Regions from separate parts of the Mus musculus genome. Here all the other regions are linked to region 5. Evidence: chromatin contacts called from public HiCAR-type, HiChIP or PLAC-seq and promoter capture Hi-C data. All regions are on one chromosome and are shown on one strand. Each heading gives the region's core, a stretch centred on a gene start, on an enhancer-like site or on the middle of the called end of the contact. The rest is flanking DNA. Distances are from core to core; before and after follow the strand shown.

Evidence for each region. Promoter capture Hi-C pulls out the DNA fragments that hold promoters and counts their contacts. HiCAR-type assays count read pairs that join an accessible place to other places. HiChIP or PLAC-seq counts read pairs in DNA pulled down with a chosen protein or histone mark.
Region 1: a contact with region 5 is called in a promoter capture Hi-C map of neural stem cells. The contact joins the promoter of Anapc1 here to the promoter of Mtln in region 5. A contact is called at or near these places in 10 of 39 promoter capture datasets (the 3T3-L1 cell line, the C10 cell line, cranial neural crest and 6 more), 1 of 15 datasets of contacts at CTCF or cohesin (the NIH/3T3 cell line), 3 of 484 Hi-C or Micro-C datasets (bone marrow-derived macrophages, cardiomyocytes and embryonic stem cells), 10 of 115 datasets of contacts at active chromatin or transcription factors (the 230-238 cell line, bone marrow-derived macrophages, embryonic stem cells and 4 more) and 4 of 9 other capture datasets (adipose tissue, embryonic stem cells, liver and 1 more).
Region 2: a contact with region 5 is called in a HiCAR-type map of astrocytes, with 4 times the contacts expected there. The contact joins the enhancer-like site here to the promoter of Mtln in region 5. A contact is called at or near these places in 8 of 39 promoter capture datasets (3T3-L1-derived adipocytes, the HPC-7 cell line, cranial neural crest and 5 more) and 1 of 115 datasets of contacts at active chromatin or transcription factors (astrocytes).
Region 3: a contact with region 5 is called in a promoter capture Hi-C map of liver, with 3 times the contacts expected there. The contact joins the enhancer-like site here to the promoter of Mtln in region 5. A contact is called at or near these places in 15 of 39 promoter capture datasets (the 3T3-L1 cell line, the C10 cell line, the HPC-7 cell line and 9 more), 9 of 484 Hi-C or Micro-C datasets (the C2C12 cell line, the HPC-7 cell line, bone marrow-derived macrophages and 5 more), 11 of 115 datasets of contacts at active chromatin or transcription factors (the 230-238 cell line, bone marrow-derived macrophages, effector CD8 T cells and 4 more) and 2 of 9 other capture datasets (adipose tissue and macrophages).
Region 4: a contact with region 5 is called in an H3K4me3 HiChIP or PLAC-seq map of bone marrow-derived macrophages, with 4 times the contacts expected there. The contact joins the enhancer-like site here to the promoter of Mtln in region 5. A contact is called at or near these places in 8 of 39 promoter capture datasets (the 3T3-L1 cell line, cranial neural crest, embryonic stem cells and 5 more), 4 of 115 datasets of contacts at active chromatin or transcription factors (acute myeloid leukemia, bone marrow-derived macrophages, embryonic stem cells and 1 more) and 2 of 9 other capture datasets (embryonic stem cells and macrophages).

The regions. Positions count from the first base shown.
Region 1 is chr2:128,686,071-128,688,770 of GRCm38.p6, forward strand. It overlaps Anapc1 (anaphase promoting complex subunit 1), which reads right to left and starts at 1,325. Exons shown (of 48, transcript NM_008569.2): 1 at 1,083-1,325. It overlaps Gm39931 (a long non-coding RNA gene), which reads right to left. Exons shown (of 5, transcript XR_001783466.2): 5 at 1,747-1,949.
Region 2 is chr2:128,708,124-128,710,823 of GRCm38.p6, forward strand. All of the region lies in intron 1 of Mertk (MER proto-oncogene tyrosine kinase), which reads left to right. Among named protein-coding and RNA genes, the nearest start is that of Mertk, 11 kb to the left of the region's middle. Within about 2 kb of position 1,393, at least 63 of the 459 cell types and tissues checked have an H3K27ac peak or open chromatin away from gene starts, as enhancers often do. A contact at or near this core is called in astrocytes and liver, where this site is marked.
Region 3 is chr2:128,611,049-128,613,748 of GRCm38.p6, forward strand. Anapc1 (anaphase promoting complex subunit 1) reads right to left here. Exons shown (of 48, transcript NM_008569.2): 48 at 1-2,015. The coding sequence ends at 1,900. Among named protein-coding and RNA genes, the nearest start is that of Gm39929, 7.0 kb to the left of the region's middle. Within about 2 kb of position 1,408, at least 14 of the 459 cell types and tissues checked have an H3K27ac peak or open chromatin away from gene starts, as enhancers often do. A contact at or near this core is called in liver, where this site is marked.
Region 4 is chr2:128,551,947-128,554,646 of GRCm38.p6, forward strand. No RefSeq gene overlaps it. Among named protein-coding and RNA genes, the nearest start is that of Gm39928, 3.6 kb to the left of the region's middle. Within about 2 kb of position 1,340, at least 26 of the 459 cell types and tissues checked have an H3K27ac peak or open chromatin away from gene starts, as enhancers often do. A contact at or near this core is called in bone marrow-derived macrophages, where this site is marked.
Region 5 is chr2:127,791,119-127,793,818 of GRCm38.p6, forward strand. It overlaps Mtln (mitoregulin), which reads right to left and starts at 1,370. Exons shown (of 2, transcript NM_001384135.1): 1 at 1,016-1,370; 2 at 264-714. The coding sequence starts at 1,349. The coding sequence ends at 1,179.

The sequences.
Region 1 (2,700 bases), core at 75-2,574, 890 kb after region 5:
CCAAACGCATTCTTGTCAGCCTTCTAGTCAAAACTAAGTTATTACTACAGAGACCCGAGTGGAGCTAGGTCAGAAACATGGGGATCCACCTCACAGACATTTCGACACACGGCATGTAAAGATAACTAACATTCAAACATTCTGTGGCATAGTATGTGCCTTTTTGTCTCTGAGGAAACCTCTACAACAGCATTTGTTAGCAGCACTATAACCCTCAGTGTTTGAAATGGCACTTAAGAATAACAACTGCTAACTAAATTTGACTTGAAGCTCTCATCTAAAGTCTTGTTGGCATCATTTTTTTTAACAATCTGAAAGCCTCTAGTTTATACGAAGCCCTCTATAGCTACAAAATCTTCCTTGCTGTGACTTAAACGTCATTCCTGAAATGATTACGCCAAAAAACAGGCCCAAGTTTCTTTTTCACCTCCTAGAAATAAAATCAATATTGAGAACAGAACTTGAAAAACACATATGCCTTATGAAAAGTAGGGGCTTATCAAAATGTGGCTGGCCTTTCCAAATTCTATTCAACAAAGCAGTCAACATTAAAGAACTTGCAACTTTACCCGACGTTTCCTCATGCAAACATGCAATGTCATTCCCTTTTAGCTTAAAACGAACCTACAGGATAACTTTTTATAGCATCATTTTCTCAGTTAGATGCCTTTTAACCCAAAGACATCATACTTAATACTTTTACAGTTCTCCAAAAGTTGTTAAACGTGTTATTCGTTACAGGCCACATAAAAGCATTGAGTTGACATGCTAGAAATAAAACTGTCATTACTGGTTACTAGGAACATATGCAAACAGCGGGACCCTGAGCTGGGTCTCTACAAAAACAGGCTTTCCGTGCTTTTGAGTGAACCGCGCCACGGCGTAGCGGCCGGAGCATCGGCTCATGGCGCGTCGGGCCAACCCGGAAAGCCCAGTCTGATACTGGGGTTCCTCTCACCCCAGCAGGAGCTCAAGGCCAGCCCCGGGGCGCTCAGCCCTTGGGGCACCCGGTGCAGCGAAATTCCAACACCAAGTCGCAGCGATGCGCGACCCGGCCCGGCCCGACCCGGCCCGGCCCGCACCTGAATAACTCGGGACGCGTCAGGCGCTTGCGAGCCCCGGCTGCTCCCCGGAGGCACAAGGGCCGCGAAGGCCCGAGAGCAGCGACAGGACCGTCACGATGACTCCTCACCGCCCCAGTTTCTCATCCCTTTTCCCTCCCGGATGCCGGAGGAAGAATGGGCGGCAGCGGGACACCAAAGACTTGCGAACAACTCAAATGGCTGGAGCCATCTTGGATTTCCCGACCTGCCTCGCGCCAGGGCAGAGCCAGGCTGGGGACGCGCGGCAGCGGAGAGGACCTAGCGCCTGCGCAGTTGAAAAAGGTGTCTGTGCAAGTGCCTATAGCGAAGGCGGTCACTTAACGACGTTACCTCTTTAACAAACCAAATCTCTAAGATCCTGAACTACCTTCTCAATTGAGCTAAGTTAGGTAATTTTTTTTCCCAGCTGGTTGAGTTTCCTTCTCATCTCAAAAGGGGATGTGTGCCTCCTGGCTGATGAATGGGAGCGGAAGGGAGACCACTCATTTTCTCAGGATTGCATGGAAAATTCTCTACCCGGAAATCACACACCCCCACCCAAGATGGGCTTTAGTCCGTTAACTGTTCGTCATCGCTAAGAAAAAAAAAAAAAAAAAAAAAAAAATGGTGAGGCCTATCATAGCCTAAAGAATAAAGAGTTCCAGTCCATTTCTTTGCTCCAAAATTCAGTTTGTTGGAATTTGATAACTTCACTGTAATTGTCTATTGTGATACACATTTATTTTAGTTCATTCTCATCCCTTTTCTTGGAACGCCATCCTTCAGAGCTTGAAGCTGCACTGCAACAGGAAGGCTTGCTCTTAGAACTTGGTGAGCGGAATGCCTGCTTAGCTGAAATTCGCTTGCCTGGATAATCAAAAACAGTCAAATTAACACATATTCCACATGCTCTGCTCCGACCTCTTGATTCCTCCCCGCAAAACCTCCCTATCCTACAAAGGCCTTTCTATCACACACTAGGCTATCTGGAAGAACAAACAGAAGAAAACCCAACAAGGAGCACACGTAAGTGGCCTGTCAATCTCACTGCTTCCATTCTCTACCCTCTACCTCTTGCCCCATCACACAGTTTGTCTACAACCCCATCAACCCTACCAGGAGTCACTTGGACTAGGATACCCCACTCTCCACTGTGTTCTGAGCAACCAAGCCATTGTCATTCTCCTTGAGTCTATGATATCTTCTGCCACTGCCAGCCTAGGATGAGGGAGATGGGGATTGCCTTCTGAAGAGGCCGTACTTAGAAACCCAAACCGATAGGGAACAAACTGGTCGGTGAATGAAAACAAGGACGTGACCACTCCTAGATATGGTTGAGGAGGTTTTTATTGTAGATATTGAGGAATTGGGAGGAGTTGGGCTACAGCTCTTCTCTGCCGGGTGTCCTTGGTAAAATTACAATTATCGCATCTCTGGTTGTAAGGTATAGAAACAAAATGGCTTTTTGCTGGCTATAGAGAACAAAGAGCTTCTTTCCAGCTGTATTTTTAGAGATCAGGGAAAACAAACTTGGGGGAATGTTTTAGGGGCTTTACCTCCCAGGGAGAAACGCTCTAAGTCGGGGTCTCAGAATATGAGGGAGAGAACAGCCAGAGGT
Region 2 (2,700 bases), core at 143-2,642, 920 kb after region 5:
CATATACAAGGCCACCTAATCCATTGCCATTCACAATTGTTGGATCAAGATAAACAAAGGCATTTACCTCTACAAGGTTGAAATATAATTTTTCACCATGGGCCTTTTATATTCTCTGAGCTCTCAGGAGAGGGTGAGTAGAGAGGTTTCAGTAGCTAAAGGTGCTAGTGAATTAGAAGTCACCGGGAAATTATAAAGGCTATTCCAGATAATTAAGATTCATCCTTATACTTCTGCTCCTCTAGTCAGGTACCAACTTCTGTCTTAGTTTGGGTTATTGATGAGAAGACACCATTACCAAAGCAAGTCTTATAAAGGCAAACATTTATTTGGGTCTGGTTTACAATTTTAGAGGTTCAGTCCATTATCGTGGTGGGAAGCATGGCAGCATCCAGGCAGACATGGTGCTGGAGGAGCTAACAAGTCTTGATCTGAAGGCACCCAGGATTCCTGCAGGCAGCCAAAAGGAGGGTCTCTTCTGCACTGATCAGAGCTTGAGCACTAGGAGACCTCAAAGCCCACCCACACAGTGACATACTTCCTACAACAAGGCCACACCTATTCCAACAAGGCCATACCTCCTAATAGTGCCACTTCCTGTGGGTCAAGCATATTCAAACTACTACATGTAGGTCAAGGTCATACACAAGAAGTTTTATATCCAAAAACAAGATATTCCCATTTTATTTCATTACCCCAACAATGCTTCCCCCCACCCCAACAATTCATTTGATGTGCCTACGTGTCTCTTTGTACTTAGAACCTTCCAGGATTTCTCAGCTGGCCTCTTCAGAGGTGCTCTCTAGCCCAGCATGATGTGGTCCATACAGAGTTAGTTCCTGTCCAGTTTCCCCTCTGGAGGGACTGTCCACAACTGATGGGCCTCAGGTGTACAATTAGGTAAACGCTCTCTGATACAGATCCCTTTTCTGGCGGGTATATCCAACCTTTTGACAATTACAACACATGTAGGGTTTACTCACACTCAGAAAACATGCAATTGAGCTATTAAACAAAATCACACACACACACACACACACACACACACACACACACACACACACACACAAACATCAAAATGTTTAAAGTTAGTTTACAATTTTATTTGGTTTGCACTCATAGCTACTTTCAGCCACATTCAGCCATGGGTTGGGCACCCTGGAGCTGCTTGGTCTTGCAAGCTCTAATTACCAGGGACCCTAAGCGTGGTAGGATCTGCCTTAGACACATTCTCACCTCATTAGACACACAAAGGAAAGCCTTGTTTGTTTTGGAGAAAATGTTGCTTTGCTATCTTAAGCCTCAGGGCTTCTAGTTAAAGCTACTAACCGCAGACCGGCCTCCTTTATGGCTTTGATGAGGAGTTTCACAAGCAAGAACAGGCTGTCTTTGTGGCGAATATTAGAACGGGCTCACACTAGCTGAAGTTGCTTTCTGTCCTCACACTGCTCAAGAAACTCTCTGGGAGGTGATAAATATTCATGGATTCCCCATTTGCGGCTTGTATCTGGTGGCTGGTGTTCCAGTTTTGCTGTAAATGACCCTCAGCCTCTCTGGGTACACAGGAAATGAAACCAGCCTGTAAGCATTTGACAATTCTCCACATGATTTGGAAATGGTGGATGAAATTAAAGTTCTCTAAAATTTTACGAGCAAAATTTAAAAGGAAGCTCATTGGATTTAGAACTAGTTAAAACAATATCAACAACAAAAGCCAGTTTGGGAGACCAAGATGGAGGCTCTCATCTTAGGTTAGATTTTGTCTTGCAGGGTTATTTAGGTTACTGTGCCCATTTATCAGCAGGCAGAGCAGATAGATGAGAGTCTGTGTAGCACACATTTCTACCTGGAGGCGAAGGAGGTGGAACACTTTCTTGAAACTGGCCCAGAGCGCTGAGTCCTGATTCTGAAACTGAGCAGCGGTCGGTATCCATTCTGCAACGAGGAAATGGAGACTGAGGGCTGAGTCAGACTTAAAACACGATCACTCAGTTGGCTCTTCAAGTGTTGGTAGTGTCCATGTTGTCTGCCTGTGTTCCCCACCCCCCTCAGTGAAACAGCCCCACCAGCTCTAGCTGGAGAAATAGAATAGTCTTGAAATGCAAAGTCATCTTATTAAAAATTGTAGACTTCCCTGAACAAACCATGAGGTCTTCCCATCAAATGTGCTGCGAGTGTGGGCTCTTGGGTTCTGAGGAGCAGGGAGGACTCTAAATTTTCCTGGAGTGGATGGGATGGGGCATGCATTTTAGAGAAAGCAGCAGCAGCCTCAGGGCCTGGGGGGAGACTGGCATCAATTCTAAACATCTATTCATTTAGTGTTAGGGTGTAATTTTATGTTTGGGGGGGACGGACGGACAATGTGCTATACACAGTTAAATGCAAGCCAAAACTCGACTGAGGCAGAGGCTATCAACAGGAGGTGAAGTGGTGTGTTTTTAGTTGTTTGTTTTGTTTTTCAAGACTGACTTTCCCTTTATAACCCTGGCTGAGATTAAAGGCGTGTGCTTCCACCGCCCAGCTAGTAAGGTGAGCTTTAAACTCATCTACAAAACGTTTGCAAAGCCCAACTGCGCAGGGCAGCCCAGGACCTATGGACTCTGCCTTTGGGAGTGGGACTTGCCCTGTCTGGCCATGCTAGAGCCAGTATGTCTAAAGTCTGATACTTGCAAAAGGCTGGGGAGCCTTTTCCTACCTTCC
Region 3 (2,700 bases), core at 158-2,657, 820 kb after region 5:
TCAGAATCCATGCAGGCAGCAGCAGACCAGAGCAGGGTTGGGTGTAGCAGATAGGGTAGAGTCCAGAATGTTGAGAACTATGATGGAGTAGTGTAGATGAAGTTTGGCATCTGAGCTCAGTTTTCCTTCACTCCCACGTTAGACCAAGAGAGAGAAGGACAGACGTCAGTACCCTTTGGGGAAAGAATCTGAGCACACCGCTCCATTGTCTGTCTGCTGGACAGTACCTACACTCAAAGCAGCTGCCCCTTGTGTCTCCATTCCACATGTATCAGAGGTGAAGCAACGTCCTGGGCAATCAGCCTTCCCTTGTAGTCACAAGTGCCACTTTTGATACTAGAACACTTCAGGTGTTTCTCGGGCTCTTCCCTTGACGTGGTTCCCAGGAGGCTGGCTGCTGTGCATGGTAAGACTGGTTCCCACAGCATGGTTTGGAGACTAGTAAATAGTTTATCTGAAGATCCTAACATGGTTGACTCAAGAGCACTAGAATCTCTTCTTGGTGTCCGTCCAGCGGACAAAAAGGCCCATCAATGCTGTTTCCACTGAATTCAGTCCTCTCTTTCAAGTCCTCCCATGGCAGCCATTAACAATTGAGAGTGAAAAATAACTTGGACAGTGGGTTCAATATTGATACAAATTGAATGTTCATCACCAACTGCCATTTAATTGCAATCCCTAATCTAAAAGTGAAGGAAAGCACATTTTGCCCTCAAGGTCAGCCACAAATTACCTTGCTGCAGGCAGGCAGGCAGGCAGATGGACATTACCAAATCCCAACGCAGCAATTTCTATTGGCTTTTTCAGAAACAAGCGGGAAGTTAACGAGTAGGCATTCTGCAGTTCCTACTTGTTTACAGTCACACTGGTCTGAGAGAAAGCTGTGAGCACAGGTTGAAATGGAGTGAAAGGAGTGTTGTTCCTGTTACATGGGGCATCATGAGCTGTCCTGAAACTCAGAATGCAAAAGCACTTTCCAGACCTTTAGTTCAGATAGACTGATTTCCGTATTTCTTAACACTCCTCTGTGGCGGTAATTCTGTATTTTCAGTATTTTGAGCAGGTGTCATGCACAGCCTGCACAGGCTGCAAACACCAAGTACCACAGACAAGCATCAGGAGTTTATCGCTTAATACTTCTAGGTGCTAAAGCTCAAGACTGTCTGACTGGTTCCTCACAAGGGAATCTTCTTAGTTTGTGAGCAGTTGTGCTATGAGTTCTCACATGGTACAGAGAGAAAATCATCTCTTTTTCCTCTTCTGAGCAGGACATCGATTCTACCAAATAGACTCCCCCTTAGAGTGCCCTTTAACCTCGATTACCTCCAAAGAGCTGCAGCCTACACAGCTGCACCAAGGTCAGGGCTTGGGCACAGTCCAGTACTCCATGCTGAGCAATTCTTCATTCAGTAGAAAACTGCTGGCAGTAACGCTGTCTGTCATCCATCCACCACGGGAAGCACAGACTCATTGTAGAGAAGATAACTGTTACGTAACAGACAACACACAAACGCTCCCGGAGAGCACAAAGTCCATTTTCACAATGTGGCTTTTTAAGCCTTGCACTTCTGAGTACAGAACCTGAACCACTAAAGTTATAAGGCTTAAAAACTCAGCCTGTCCATCTATTCTCTGAAGTCCAAAGCAATCAATAGTTTTGAAAACAAACCAAAAATCTTTATTTACAAAATGTGAGTTTTAACTGATGTTTTATACATCATATGACACGTGGACAGCACCAGCGTTATCTGTCTTATTTTCAACATGAATTTTAAGCACAGTGAGGCGTATGCAACTGAGTTCCATTGGTTACAAAACAGAAATGCTGCCTTCACTTTGCTGCCATCAGGATTCTGTGCCGCAGTCATTTCTAGGGTGGGTTTCCCTCGGCAGAGGTGGTCACATGACCATCGGCTGTGGGTTCCCAAGCAGCACAGGAGCCAGTCTTAGCAAAGCCCGGACGGGCATCTTCAGGTGTCGGAACCTGTAGAGGAGTTCAGCAAAGCTTGTGCTCCCTAAAGAGACAGAGATGCAGAAGGTGACATCACTACACAGCCGCAGCCACACAGCCCTCCCAAGCTCTGCACACCACACCTGAGCCAGAAAGCCTTCCTTCTACACAAAAGCACCCCAGTGGCAAACCTTGAATTTTTAATTTCCTAAAACAATTAAAGAATTTAAATGTATCCATTCTGTACTTTAGAAATTAACCACTGTGAAAACTTATCTGTGTACATTAAATTCAATTAACTTCAATTACTATAAGTGATTTTGAAAACTGATTTTAATACTTGATTTTTGATCTGTGAGTTCAATCTTTTACAAACAAACAACCTCAACAGACTAAAGACTGAGAGTTAATCTACTGTCTCTTGTTCTTGGTCCCACAGTTTACAAATACTCACTGGAGTGAGGCCTGGATATCTGGGATTTTAGACAATACCCAAGCGATTGTCTACCGAGATCTAGACCCACAGGCACATCGCCAAAGAGTCTCTCAAGCTTCCTCCTCCTTTCCTCCCCACCCCACAGTCCCAGCAGCACGGGTTATACACCTTCCTGTTTCTCTGCACGTGGGCTGCTGCTTTTGTTTTACTTTTTCTTTTTCTCATTCTGCAGTGTTTACTTTCTTATTTGATTAAGAACAGGGTGGGGAGCAAAGAAAGAAAATAGAGGGGGTAAAAGGTAGATAAGAATCTT
Region 4 (2,700 bases), core at 90-2,589, 760 kb after region 5:
GGTTTCTGAACGTTTCTAGAAGGTAAGCTAAGCAAGAAGTTGGTTTGGGTATGTCATTTTTGTTGAACTAAAAATGGACGGCATGGCACGTCACTCTCTACTTCTTTTCTCACGAGTTAGAAAATTGCATGGTGTATGCTTGCAATGTTTTCTGGGAAGGTCTGGATGTGGTAACAGGAGTAAGGCCAGGCTCGGGCTCAGCCTCAGCCGTGGGAAGAGGCAAGGTGCACACATGACTCCCGCAACCAAAACACAGCACAAGAGGTTCTGGGAACTGAAACCACAGGTGAGTCAGCACATGGGAGAGGGAACAGGACAGGGCACGTGAGTAAATCCTCACCCCAGCCCAGCACTTAAGGAGAATGTTCAAAGCAGGAGGCGGGGGAGGGTCCCATCCCAGGTAGGAGGTGCTGGGCCAGGTCACAAGAACCCTTAGGCGAGTCCTAACCACCACTCATCCACTGGCAGGGCTGCATTGCCCAGCTCAGGCAAGCTTTAACTCAGAAGGAGCCCATTACGGCTTGAACTCAAAATGTCCCACACAGGTTCAAGTGTTTGAACACTTGATCCCCAGCTGGTAGCATTGTTCCGGAGGAAGGTTGTAGAGCCTAGGAGGTAGAGCCTTCCTGGAGGAAGTGATTCACTGGTGGGGGGACCCACTCACTTCCTGACTACTCTCTGCTACAGGGCTGCCAAGACAGTGTGGTGTGTCTCCTCAGATTCCTGTTGATGGACTGTGTCCCTTATTAAACCATGAACCACAATAAATGCTTCACTCCCAAAACTGCCTTGTCAGGTATTTTGCCAGAGCAGTAAGAAAGGTAACTACACTGGGCACAAGCTGGCTTCATTTAGGACTCTGAAATATCTGACCCCCATATAGAACCAGCCAGTGGAGGCCCCACCCCAGAAGTTCTTGCTCAACAGACAGACACATCTATCATCGATGTGTTTGTGAAGTCCAGCAACTGATCCAAATCAGTTCCCTCATAGTAAACACTGCACTTAAAGGATTTAAAGGAAATCTCTGTGTAACCAACAAGGAGAAGGGGCCCACTAAGCCTGCTTCCCTCTGAGAAGGAGAAGTAGGTCAAGGCTACGCCCTATCCAGGGATGTGAATGACTCCTGAGCCCGTCTGGTGCTGAGCTAATTCTGTAAGAATGAATTCATCTCATACCCAGCAACCTGGTAACTTGCTTCCTATTGTTATCCCTCCTGAGGAACCCTAGCTTCAGAGAGCTTTAGAACTTCAATCATGGTCAGAGCTAGAATCTGAGTGTTGGCAGCTTTTTCGGAACTTTTCACAACCCCATTGTCCTGAAATGTCTCAGGAGACTGCCACACCCTAACATCCGGGGAATTCCACAAGGGTCAGATCCCTGGGCTTAGCACAGAGTGATCCAAGCTAGGGTGGCATCTCAACAAGAGGTTTATTCATTCTAAAATGCGGGAGATGTGGCTGGGCCATGCATACTAGGAGCATTTGTAGGCTCTCTCTGCCAACATGCCAACCAAGCCTCATGCAGGTTTGGTGAAAGGCAAGAATCAACAATTTTCCAGCCATGCGACAGCTGCTTGGGGGAAGGTAGGCCATGGGATGGCAAGGGTAGGACACACTATTTCCCACTGTCTGGCCTCAACTTGCCCATAGTACAGAAGGCTAGATGCTACTTAGGTTTGGAAGATGGGGCCAAAGCAACAAGTATATGTTAAAAACCAGGGTGTCCTGGCCCCCCATCTCTGTTTTTAACCTGTATAGCCCGTGACTAGGCAGTCTCACGAAGACCTGCTAGCAGCTGTCTCCTGTGGCCCCAGCCATCTTTCTTTTTCTTTTTTCTTTTTTTTTTTTTTATTACGTATTTTCTTCAATTACATTTCCAATGCTATCCCAAAAGTCCCCCCCCCCCACTCCCCTACCCACCCATTCCCATTTTTTGGCCCTGGCATTCCCCTGTACTGGGGTATATAACGATTGCCTGACCAATGGGCCTCTCTTTCCAGTGATGGCCGACTAGGTCATCTTTTGATACATATGCAGCTAGAGTCAAGAGCTCTGGGGTACTGGTTAGTTCATAATGTTGTTCCACCTATAGGGTTGCAGTTCCCTTTAGCTCCTTGGGTACTTTCTCTAACTCCTCCATTGGGGGCCCTGTGATCCATCCAATAGTTGACTGTGAGCATCCACTTCTGTGTTTGCTAGGCCCCGGCCTAGTCTCACAAGGGACAGCTATATCACCGTCCTTGCAACAAAGGCTTGCTAGTGTATGCAATGGTGTCATCGCTTGGAGGCTAATTATGGGATGGATCCCTGGATATGGCAGTCTCTAGATGGACCATCCTTTTGTCTCAGCTCCAAACTTTGTCTCTGTAACTCCTTCCATGGGTGACCCAGCCATCTTTCAAGGCTGGCGTTGTTCCCACTTACACCCTGAGAGTTGGCAACCCTGGTGACTCCTGCTAAAGAGTCATAGCTGCAAGTCTCTAAGGAAGAAGTGTAGATGGCAGGAGACAGGCCCTTCTCCAAGATACAGGCTCTTCTTGGCCCAGGTTCACAGGCCCTTTTCAGGTTCTGTAGCCCATGCATTTTCATTGGTGGGTGTGACACTCTTGCTGGGTTCTCAGAGCAGCCATCTCTGGTTTGGTACATGAGTGTTAGGGGAAAGAGAAAGGCCATTAAGTTATGGCTCCCTTCTGGCTCT
Region 5 (2,700 bases), core at 120-2,619:
TATTCTACCTCAAAGATCTTCACCTAGTTCTCAGTGAGGAATGCTGACTAGAAAGCTTCAGCCAACTAAAGCCCAGACAGGATGGCTCTCTGAAAACTGGCGTTTCAGCCCTTGCTGGATTCATAGAATAAGATCTAAGTCACATATAAGGCTCAATAATCCTAGGAAAATGGGCCATGGTGTTTCCCTGGAGAACAAACTGATTTTCTTAAAAATGTAGACAATGCGTCAGAAATACATCTTATAAATAACCAAGGCTTTGGTCACTTGATAGGACTGGCATTTATCTTTAAGCTTACTCAACAGTTTCTCTTTCACATATATATTCCGTTATATCACATGCATTATTTTTTTTAATTTTAGTTTTTTTACTCTCTACATTCTTCAAAGTGCAAATATCTTGCATTTGTAATGCTTAATTCAGGCATTTGACACAGCTCCTAGGTTTTCTGAATATGTCTAGAAAAATGACTCATAATGGTCCGTTGATCAGATCTGCCTCCAGGCTGTACCAAGGTGAGATTCCATCAGAAAGTCTCTGCTTTCAGGCTCCAAATCTCTTACTGCAGCAAACTGAATGGTAGGCAAAAATACTGCTTTCTTTTGTGAGGAGGAAAAAGATTCAAAGATGTTTAATTTTTTATTTTAAAAATAGATTCATAAAGTGCAAGAAATTATTTCTCTCCAGTGCTTTTTATTTTCATCTTCGACAAGCTGTTGAAAAACAGTAAGAAAAAAAAATCAGTAACACAGTAGTATCTTTAACTTCAAATTTCTGTACTGTGATCGCAAACCATGAACTAAGAGAAGAAAACTATAGGACTGAAGAATAACTATGATGAAACGCAAAGCTCCTGCCATCCACGTTAAAAAGCCACTGTGGACCCTATGAATGTGGAGGCTGGGCGTGAAATGACTCCCTCCCCCATTTCGAAGTTAAATGTTAAGGTGTAACTGCATCGCACGTGGTAAAACATTCCCATTAAATACCCTCAGCAAACTGAGCTGTTAATACCTGAAAGTAAGTTGTTAGAGAAGACAAAACTATTTTCTTTCTGAAGCAAGCCATGTTCTTGCAAGCCGTGCAAGGACGACTCCTGGGTCGCGCGGCTCCCACGATCCGGGCTGCGTTGGGCTTAGGGAGTGAGAACCCGGCGGACTCGGGCTGCAGCGCGTGCTCAGGCCAGGTCCAGCTTTTTCTGAGTCGTTGCCAGCTTGTCCTGCAGCCTCCGCTTCCTCCAGTCTAGGTAACGCCTCCGCAGCCGATTCGCTTGCCAGCCCAGGACCACTCCAGAGGCGAAAGCCACTAGCACGGACACCTGCAGCGTCCTCTCAGACACGTCCGCCATTGCAACCACTCAGCACAAAGTAGAGTGAGCTACGGATTGGCGCAAGGATCAGATGCCACAGCGCTCGCTTGAGGCCCGCTCTGAGTCTGCGCGAGGAAAGGACAGGAAAGGAAGCAGAGTTCCCTGACTCTTAGATCAGGAGTCTTAACTGTGATGTGAGATGGTCTTGGTTTCTGATGGGCTCCGCGTTTCTTCTACATTTCTTGTTTGACATTAGTCAGATATTCACTTGCATCATACCCGAAGTGTTATCTACTATTGTTCGTTTTTGTTTTGTTTTGTTTCTTTCTTTTTGGTTTTTCGAGACAGGGTTTCTCTGTATAGCCCTGGCTGTCCTGGAACTCACTTTGTAGACCAGGCTGGCCTCGAACTCAGAAATCCGCCTGCCTCTGCCTCCCAAGTGCTGGAACGCCTGCGCCACCACGCCCGGCTTTGTTCGTTTTTCTTATCTAAGCTTTCTGGTAACTCGATTTTAAAATAAACAAATAGAGAAAAAAACTTAATAACACTTAAAAAGAACAAATTTAGATGAAATGGTCTTTAATACGTTTTCTCTTACCCCAGTATACAGGGTATTTTAATATATAATCTTCCAAGTTACTAGTGTCAATGCAATAGCCACAGCTCTCATCAATGGAATAAAAAGTGGACATTGTCAGACCAATGACCTTTAAGTACTTAAAAAAGAGAAGCAGCAGCGGTCGCCATCTTGGTCTGAGACCCGCCGAACTTAGGAAATTAGTCTGAACAGGTGAGAGGGTGCGCCAGAGAACCTGACAGCTTCTAGAACAGGCGGAAGCACAGAGGCGCTGAGGCAGCACCCTGTGTGGGCCGGGGACAGCCGGCCACCTTCCGGACCGGAGGACAGGTGCCCACCCGGCTGGGGAGGCGACCTAAGCCACAGCAGCAGCGGTCGCCATCTTGGTCCGGGACCCGCCGAACTTAGGAAATTAGTCTGAACAGGTGAGAGGGTGCGCCAGAGAACCTGACAGCTTCTAGAACAGGCGGAAGCACAGAGGCGCTGAGGCAGCACCCTTTGTGGGCCGGGGACAGCCGGCCACCGTCCGGACCGGAGGACAGGTGCCCGCCCGGCTGGGGAGGCGGCCTAAGCCACAGCAGCAGCGGTCGCCATCTTGGTCCGGGACCCGCCGAACTTAGGAAATTAGTCTGAACAGGTGAGAGGGTGCGCCAGAGAACCTGACAGCCTCTGGAACAGGCAGAAGCACAGAGGGGCTGAGGCAGCACCCTGTGTGGGCCGGGGACAGCCAGCCACCTTCCGGACCGGAGGACAGGTGCCCGCCCGGCTGGGGAGGCGACCTAAGCCACAGCAGCAGCGGTCGCCATCTTGGTC